2 separate regions of the Gossypium hirsutum genome follow, and region 1 is linked to region 2. A link is a contact called in public Hi-C data. All regions are on one chromosome and are shown on one strand. The core of a region is the stretch at or near the end of the contact, and the rest is flanking DNA. Distances in the headings are between cores, read along the strand shown. Region 1 has its middle 4.7 kb from the start of LOC121220633. Region 2 holds the start of LOC107909211 (CBL-interacting serine/threonine-protein kinase 21).

Region 1 (4,717 bases), core at 652-3,151, 280 kb after region 2:
ACACTCTTCATTCTCATATATGGCCAAAGATCAAGCGAATCTTTCTAGTAAAAGTATAATCATTTGAAGCATATATCAATGATAATTTGTTGATAGAAAATAAAAAAAAATGATAAATCAAGTCATAAATACCAACAAAACTTACTGCACTTCAACTATCACTACAATTTGTTCCGAGTGATGTTTGAACACTACATGTAACAACTGAACCACATACAATTAAAGTCTCTATAACTATTAATAAACACAAATTCTACGACATCAATATCTTTAATACATTCATCATTACCATAGAAGGGAGTCTAGTATTTCCATGGCCTGCTTTCATTGCTGTTCATCCATGCAAGTGCATTCCATGCAGGGATGGTAAAATTTTAACTGTTAGATAAATTTTAAATTGATCCACTTTGAACAGAGAATTTTTCATTTCTTCAACAGTGTAGGCAAAGCCCGAGGGGAAGGGTGGAAGGGGAAGGGGAGGGGGTGTTGTTTTTATCAGAAAGGCAAATATGGAGCGAGTAGTTTCTAGTTTTTGCTTGCTCTGCTCCAGTATTTTGAAAATAGTATTTTGTTCTTCTATGTTTAACTTTTAAAAGGATATATCCAACAACCATGAAGTTGGAATTGGTATCAAAATTTAAAAAACATGCCAGCAATGGATTGTTAGTGGGTTTGGCTATATCCGCTATTTTCCGACACCATTTTCATGTCTTGTTTCTTGGATCCATGTATAAAAATTAAAGTTGTCTTAAGACATAAAAGGCGATTTGTTGAACAATTGAGATTTCAGGAAAAATCCACTAAAATTTTAGGCAGGATATTTCGATTTCATAATTGCAAGAGTTTAGAACTAGTGGCTACAATTCTGTAAGGACCATGCATTTCCAAGTTCCTAAATTTTGATTTTCTGAAAGCAACCGACAACTCCGATATGTATAGACAGGATAGAGTAGACAAAACTATGCTCTATGTTCGTAAATTCCAAGTTCGGTCAACCTTTAACAAAAAAACTAATTCTCAGATTGAAAAATAACTTTAGATTATCTCCTTCGATTTAAATCTTCAAGAAGAACTTAAGAGAGAATTGGAGGGGAGTTCTGAGTGCAGTGAAAACGCACACGTTCAAATGGACTCACAATTGCCCCCCCCCTCCCACCCCCGTTTTTCATTCCACTCTTATTTTAAGTACAGAACACTCCAACAATTAATAATGTTGGGGCCAACCTAATAATCGATCATCCAATTAAATTAAATTATAAAATCATATACATAAAAGATAGTATATACTTGAACGTGATTCTGCACATGAAAAAAAGCCATTAATAGGGAAAAAAAAGTAACCCTCTCCTGATAAGCATGACTAAATAGCAAGGTTGACCAACTTAAAAAAGACAGCTATCACATTAGAAAGATGAAACTTCACAACAGTAGAAATCGTTTTCGTGAGTTTCAAAGATCTTTAATTACTAATATGGAAACAAAAATGATACTGTACATATAAACAAGCATCATGTGAATTATGAAACAAAGTGAAAGGGAGACAAATACAAACTTCCATCTATGAGAAAAAAAAATAAAAAGCTAACATAGTTATACATTTATGTAATTAGAATTTGGAACAAATTTTTATTATGTTCATGTTGCAAAATATAATTTATGTTGGGGAAAGAAAAAGATATATTTTACAATTTATAATCAACAACATTGATTATAACAGGTTAACCACCAAGAGGATATTGGAGATTGAAGCTAATATTGTAGGTTTTTCATTGTGGATTAAAGAGTGAAAAAAGGCCTCGTCTGGAGTGAAGAAATTTCTTGGTTTCTCTGTTGTGATGGATTGGTTGGGGATAGATGGGGTGAAAAATATCGGGTTCGCAAGTGGCATGTGCGGTAGCTATCAAGGGGCCGGGGTTCAGGCATGGAGATGGGTCAACCCCTCATGGCCTTCACGTGCACCAGCGTCCCTTGTGTCTGTGGTCCAATTCCCCCACATCTAACACAATCAATATTCATCCACAATCACCCATCCTATATTGCTATCAATGATTTCGTCAAAAATGGGACTCTGAGTGTTATAGGTATTAATTAAGACGCCCAATGTAAATTTGATAGTATTTCGAAGAGTTGGATACTGTCGCAAACATTATATAACAAATAAAATACTGTTATATTATATATTTTCTATTTTCTCTCTCTTTATAAATATATATATATAATATAATATTTGTTACTTTTAGATGTAAGACTCACTACACCAAAAGAGGCCTTTAGCGGCGTCTATAGTGGCGTTTTAACACAAAACGCCGCAAAAAACCGAGCAATAGCTACGAGTGTTAAAAAACGCCGCAAATTATAAGCAACAGCGGCGATTTCCCAAAAGCGCCGCAAAAGAGTTAGGTAAACGGTACCGTTTTCTTGGTCAGCTTCAAAGACATTAATGGCGCTTTAAACAAAACGCTGCAAAAGTGAAGCATTAGCGGCGCTTTTACAGAAGCGCAACAAAACTGATTAACAGACGACGCCGTTTTGATTTGCGTTTGATGACATTAGTGGCGTTTATAAGGAAACGCCGCAAAAGATCATGTATTAACGGCGCTTTCCCAAAGCGCCACAAAAGTTTTTTACCGAACGACGTCGTTTTCTTGTTGAGTTTTAGACACAATAGTGGCGCTTTAAAGAAAGCGCCGCTGAAGTCAATCATTAGCGACGCTTCAGAGGAAGCGCCGGAAAATGTTTTAAGCATACACCGTCTTTAGGGACACTAGTGGCGGCGCTTTCCTGAAGCGCCACAAAAGATTTTACCAAACAACGTAGTTTTCTTATTGAGTTTTAGACACAATAGTGGCGCTTTAAAGAAATCGCCGCTGAAGTCAATCATTTGAAGCACCGCAAAAAGTTTTAAGCATACGCCATTGTTTTCTGTTGTGCTCAGGGACATTAGTGGTGCTTTGCTAAAAACGCCGCAAATGTCAAGCATTAGCGGTAATAGTTTTAGGCAAACGACAACGTTTCTTTTTTAGATTTTAGAGATATTAGTGGTGCTTAGCTAAAAACACCGCAAAATTCAATAATTAGCGGCGCTTTTACGGTAGCGCCGCAAAAATTTTTAAGTAAACGGCAGCATTTTGTTGTTAAGGTTTAGGTACATTAGCGGCGCTTAATGTTAAGCGCCGCAAAAATATTTAAGCAAACGGCATCGTTTTCTTGTGGAGGTTTAGAGACATTAGTGGCGCTTTTAAAAAAACGCCGCAAAATTCAAGAATTAGCAGCGCTTTTTTAAAAACGTCGTAAATTGTTAAGCAAAACAATATTTTTTTTTGTTGAGCTTTCAACGCATTGGCGGTTTAGGGATTATGGATTTAGGCCTTACGGTTTATTGTTTATTGTTTAAGGATTGAGGTTTAAGGTTTATAGTTTATATATGTTTTATGATTTAAGGTTTAGGATTTAGGGTTTATATATGTTCTATGATTCAGGGTTTAAGGAATATGGCTGAGTTAGGGGTTTAGGGATTATGGTGCAATAGTTAGGGTTTAAGGTTTAAGTGTTTAGGGTTAAGGGTTAGGGATTTAGAGGTTTATAGTTAATGTTTTATGATTGAAGGTTTAGGGGATATGGTTAAGGGTTTATGTATTATGGTTTGTGGTTTTTCATTTGAGGTTGGGGCTTAGGGTGTAGGTGTTAGGGGTTAAAGGTCATGGTTTATGATTTAAAGGTTTAAGATTTAGGGTTGAAGGGATAAGAGGGTCCAAGTCAATTTAGGGTTAAGGGTTAAGGGTTTAGGGTTTAAGGTCTAATGAATAGATTTTACGGTTGATGGTTTTCAGGATAAGGGTTGTGGTTTAGGGTTTAGGTTATTTAGTATTTTTGAAAAATACAACCTGACTTCACCGAATTAAATTTTTAAATTGAAGTTTTAGAAAAATACAAACACTATATACGGATTAAGTTCCTACCTTAAATTTTAATAAAAATACCATCACTAAAAATCAAATTTCCCATTTAATAGAATTAAAAATAATATTGTCATATTGTTGTATGATATTTTAATTTTCTAAAATTATTAAATATTTGGAAATTTTTTACAGTAGTTGCGCCTGGGCTAGAAACGTCGCAAAAATGTGTTTAAAATTACGGCGCCGTTTGGCTACAAGAATTTGATTTTTAGTGGCGTTTTTATGAAAAACGCCACAGAAGGTATACAATAGTGGCGTTTTTTTATAGAAACACCGCAAAAATGTTTTTTACTTCTTATTATATATATGTCATTAAAATTGGAATACATTATTTTAATAATTTCAATAATTTATAAATTTTAATGTTGATAATATTTAAATTATTCATACTGTATAAAATTAAAAAAATAATAAATTTTATCAATTAAAAATAATGTATTAAATCAGAAATATATTAAAAATAAAAATTATAAATAAAAAGAAATAAAATATTATAACAACTGAATTATTAGTGGCGTTTCTATGCAAAACGCCACAAAGATCCAATCAAAAATAAAACAAAACGGCGTCGTTTCTTTGACAATTTAATTGTCAACGGCGTTTTTTTCTCAAAACGCCAGAAAAAGATATAAGATTAGTGGCGTTTTTTTGTAAGCGCCACAAATGTATTTACATGAAACGACGTCGTTTTAATGACAGACCAGTTTTTGGGGTATATCCCCGCTCCCAGCCCCAATTCCATTTTTTTTGATCTGAAA
Region 2 (4,893 bases), core at 1,282-3,781:
CTTGTAGAAAGAGCATATTACAATTAACTACCTCAGCTGATAGGTCATACGATGATCTACAACATCTAGTCATCTTCTGTTTTGGATGAATTTTCATCTGAGGTGAAAAACGAGTTATATAAAAAACTAGTCACTTGTCAAAGAATTAGAGACAAGCGCAGTTTGTACCTTGAAACTATTCATCCTTTCAACCGACAGACTCACATCCATTGCAGCGGCTTCTATTTTCTTTATGGTTTCATTAACTGTATGCTTGGATCCAATTGTGGTTCTCTGCCTTTTGCCATCCTGTGTAAGAAAACAATAGTTTACTTAATGTAGGAATGAACTAAGAATACTTGTCTGTTGTGAATGTTGATTTTGATTTAACAGACTTGCCTGCCCTTCAAAGAGACCTGATAAATCCAGATCATGTGACATTGCTATCAATTGAAATGCATTTATGAAATTTGAGAATTTCTGGGTCTTCATCTCTGCGTTTTGTTCCTGCATGGTATTTTAGATGTTTAGATGAAGCTTGAAACTCTTTCTGTTGATACCAATTACAGACTTTACCTCAACTGTATCGAAGGTGACACTAACATCATCCAGGTCTATTTTCTCTTCGTATTCATAGCCGCACGAAGGCGTATAATCTGTTTGAAACCATGCATCTTCAGTGATTTCTGGAATTGTTATCCTCTGTATAATATAAGGAGAAATTATTATTTTGTTTTTAATTTGGAAATCTTATCTCATAGATTGTCTTGGAGTTAATACCCTTTTTGGATTCGGATCAAGTATTCGCGCAATCAGCTTCCTCTGAGGTCCTGTAAACCATGGCGGACATGTGTATTGTGCTCCAGATATCTTCGCAGAAGTAGAAACATCAGCGAAAGGTACCTTATTGTACCTGATGAAGGTTATTTTTCTATATGCAGATGCATACCTTCTTGTATAAAACAACAAGATTACGATCATCAAATGGTAAGTAGCCAGCAAGTAGTTCGAAAAGGATGACACCACAAGACCAAATATCAGCAGCTGCTCCATTATAGCCCTTATTTGCAAGTAGCTATCACCAAAAAATGAATCATCAGCCTAATCTGGTAAGATTGCTTTCTTAAAGAACAGTTAGCTGTTGGTCTATAATTCTCTACGTACTTCTGTTCTCTTGTTAATTTAAACAGTTTAGAACAAATGAACAGGAAGTGATATGTCTTACCTCTGGTGCTACGTAGCATGGCGAGCCACACGCTGTAGTTAGCATATCTCCTGGCTGCACTTCACGTGAACTTTTAGCCAAATTTCCACAATAATGGTTTGGAATTAATCAGAACTGATGAAAATTTATTTAAGTAAATAGAAAGGCTGTGGCTACCTTCCTCAAAGCACTCAGTCCAAAATCAGTTACTTTAAGGTTTCCCTTACTGTCCAAAAGCAAATTCTCTGGCTGTATAGAAACGATTGGTTCCAAATGTTAATTGGTTTAAGTGACCTTTCCTTGCTCATTTGTGAAGGTAGAAAAACTGTATGTTAGACATACCTTTAGATCTCTGTGGTAGACTCCTTTTCCATGGCAATGGTCTACTGCATCTATTAATTGCTGGAAAATTTTTCTTCCCTCTGGTTCACTCAATTTTTTGGCATAAGACTGTATAGTAAGGGAAAAAGGATTAAAATTGTAAATTGAAAAGCTTTACACCAAAACTTTATTGAATCCGTGGTGCAGTCTGACAAGTCTTACCAATTTGTCTGAAAGTTGCCCTCCTGATATGTACTCCATTATTATGTATATCTTCGTCTTGGAGCCAATAACCTGCAACCAGAATTCACCTCTAACGATATATTAGGGTGCAAGAATTGGTACCAGTAGATCAATCCAGAAAACAAAAACATACCTCATGTATTCTTACAACATTGGGGTGATGTAGAAGCTTCATGGTCCGTATCTCGCTTTGTACCTGAAATTTGAGTATTGATTTGTTAGCTGCAATATATATATATATATATATATATCTTTTGGTATATTTGTCAGGTTGGAGCCGGGGATGGAGGACAAGAAGACATATAACAAAGCAAAGGCTGGATACTCGCCTGATACTTGAGATTGCTTTCCAGCACCATGGCCTTATCGATAATCTTGATGGCAACGTGATGACCGTTGGTGGTGTCCACAGCCAGCTTGACCTTGGCAAAGGTACCTTCTCCAATAGTTCTACCTAGCTGATATTTACCTATAGTTGTTGCAAGCCCCATAGTATATTTCGAAAACGAAAGTCAAATCTAATCTTCTCCTGTAAGCCTCAGAAAAACAAGCAATCTCAATCCTTGCCCCTGTTCCGAGAGAAACAATCAGTTGTTCCTCCTAAACTCCTTGAAGATGTTCCTTGTATCCTGTATGCTTCAAATCTGTTGTAAAAACAAATCTGATTTGGCTTAAGTTGGAAGGTCGTAACAGATGCGTTTTATTGGCTACTTTCATGTCTGCGTGTTCTTAAAAAGCCTAATAGATATGAGAAGTATTATAATTCTTAAAGTGTAATAATATTGTCCTCAACCTATGAAGTGGTTGAAAACTTTGCTTGAGCTTCACATTGCATGGAAGGGAAGATGAGACGGCTGGTTGGTGAGACTGAAGTTTGCGTGTTTTGAAATTGAATGGAAGTTAGCCGTTGTGTCAAACCTACAGTTTCTTTGGCGTGCTTTTATTTTCCCAATCTTTAGTCTCAACTTGGTCTTGGATTAGAACTGCCATGATTTAAATGTGCTCCCCATCTTTTATATTTCTACTTGAATTTTTTTATTCCTGCCTTACCATTACTTCTTTGTTTTCGGTATTCGTCATTTTCTTCTTCACTGCTTTTTATGCAAATCCTCAATCATAAGATATAGTAGTTGGTGCGAGATTTGATAATGAATTTTTCCTTTTTTTAATTCCGATCACATTTCTCACATTTCAGGACCAGCCCAACTCTTTTGATTCGATCATTGTGAACTCTAAAGAGAAGGCATCAATAGAACTTGGAGGATTAACTTGAATGCCATGAACAAGACCCCTGTCAAAATTATATTTTCTTTTGCTCATTTCAGTTTTCAAAATCAACAAAACCACTCATCCCCGATAATGCAAGAGAAGTCATGGATAAGATACTGAACATCGAAAATATTTTTGGAACCGAAATGGCTATTCTGCCCATTTCGTCGAGATAAACAGGATGTATTCTATCATAACTCGTTCCTGCCAAGAAAAAAAAATGCAACACCAATAAAGCCATAAGATATTATTTGTAAAATAGCTCCGTTGAGTCCCGTATCAGTTATCGAATCACTTCCTATAATTATAAAACTCATATGAGATACGGAGGAATAGACTATTCTTTTTTTTATTCTGTTGATCAAGAGATGTTGAAGCTGCATAAATTATTTGCATTGTACCCACTATTATCAATCACGGAGAAAATATGGAATGCGCATGGCTTAATAATTCCTTATTGATCCGAACTAATTCATATGGTTCCATTTTTAATAAAATTCTGACTAGAAGCATACAAGTATTGTAATGGGCCTCCCCGTGGGTATCCAATAACCACGTATATAAAGGTATAATCGGCGATTTGACAGCAAAAGCAATAAGAAATCTAATATAGAATATTATTTCCAGTGCGACAGGATATGATTGATTAGTTAGTTTTGGCCCGTTTTCCTATAATCTATAATATTGAAAAAATTCGCTAAACTTATCGCACAAACTTTTCATTCATCTATTTTTTTATTGGGATTCAATTCGAATCACGATGTCATTTTCTTGTTTCTGAATGGGTTTCATCAAATTTTTATTCAATTTTTTTAGGTTTATGCTCTACTTCGAGTAAAGATCCGTCCGATTTTGATTTGCGCATATAGGACAAATAACCCAATTACCACATCATTTTGCTATGATTTCATTTCCTTTTTTACTTTAATTTAATTCCTCTTTCATGTTTTCGGTCAAATATTCAACGTATTTCTCATATTATTCGATTGATTAATAGTTTGAAATTGTTCTTATTTCTATTTTGAATTTGTAAATAAAAAAGATTTATGATTATGATATAGGTGGTAATCATAAATGTATTATCAATTGAATTTTTTGTAAACAGAACATGGATGCTTTTTTTTTTGGGTACAACCAAGCTGATCATAAATCATTGAAAATACTAATATGCCCTACACCCATTTCTCGAGGAATAATATTAGCCACATTTGAGATTTCCTTGAAATTTATAAGGATGTAGGGACAGCTCAAAAACATAAAATGAAGACAGCTCCTAGGGGTGGAGAACGGCAGCCATAAATTGTGAAGGAGTTAACATGCACGATCACAATCACATGGTACGACTCTTCAAAAGCCCAAGTCATAGGATGTTTGGCTGACGGGTGGGCAGGTTGATCGGGTTGGTGTTATGAGGTTCACAATGTTTCTTTGGATGTAGGTGTGGTATGAAAGTTAGCTACGGCTTTTGAATTTCATCCTTCATATACATATTCATTCGTAATTATGCAAGGTCAACTATATTTAAACTCGGATAAGTTTTCTTTTCTAAAATTGTTTCTGATTAATTATTATTCATTCAATTTCAGAAAAATATTTCTATGATTAAATTTAACTAATTTTTTAATTAATAAATAACTCAGATCGAAACTAAAATTTCCTAATCCAAATTCGATCTAGATTTATAGGATCAGGCGTGGAGCCGGACTTATGGGGGTATGTATTGAATGCATTACATTATACTTTGGGATTTGATACTTAGTATTTTAATGCTGTTTTTGTATTCTGAAAATGTTGAATATATCAAATTATCTATTATTTGGTATTGTATTTGTCTAACGTGATTTTTATATTTTGAAAATATTTAATGTGGTATTTAA

Evidence for each region. A called contact is a pair of places that touch in the nucleus more often than the background predicts.
Region 1: a Hi-C map of leaf shows a contact between it and region 2, with 2.2 times the contacts expected there. The contact joins the enhancer-like site here to the promoter of LOC107909211 in region 2. A contact is called at or near these places in 2 of 34 Hi-C or Micro-C datasets (both in leaf).

What each region holds. Positions count from the first base shown.
Region 1 is chrD08:20,000,575-20,005,291 of Gossypium_hirsutum_v2.1, forward strand. No RefSeq gene overlaps it. Among protein-coding and RNA genes, the nearest start is that of LOC121220633, 4.7 kb to the left of the region's middle. Within about 2 kb of position 1,902, at least 5 of the 9 cell types and tissues checked have an H3K27ac peak or open chromatin away from gene starts, as enhancers often do. A contact at or near this core is called in leaf, where this site is marked.
Region 2 is chrD08:19,720,045-19,724,937 of Gossypium_hirsutum_v2.1, forward strand. It overlaps LOC107909211 (CBL-interacting serine/threonine-protein kinase 21), which reads right to left and starts at 2,532. Exons shown (of 15, transcript XM_016836673.2): 1 at 2,077-2,532; 2 at 1,881-1,943; 3 at 1,727-1,798; 4 at 1,526-1,633; 5 at 1,361-1,432; 6 at 1,205-1,258; 7 at 929-1,054; 8 at 760-849; 9 at 556-681; 10 at 379-486; 11 at 169-288; 12 at 32-97. The coding sequence starts at 2,238.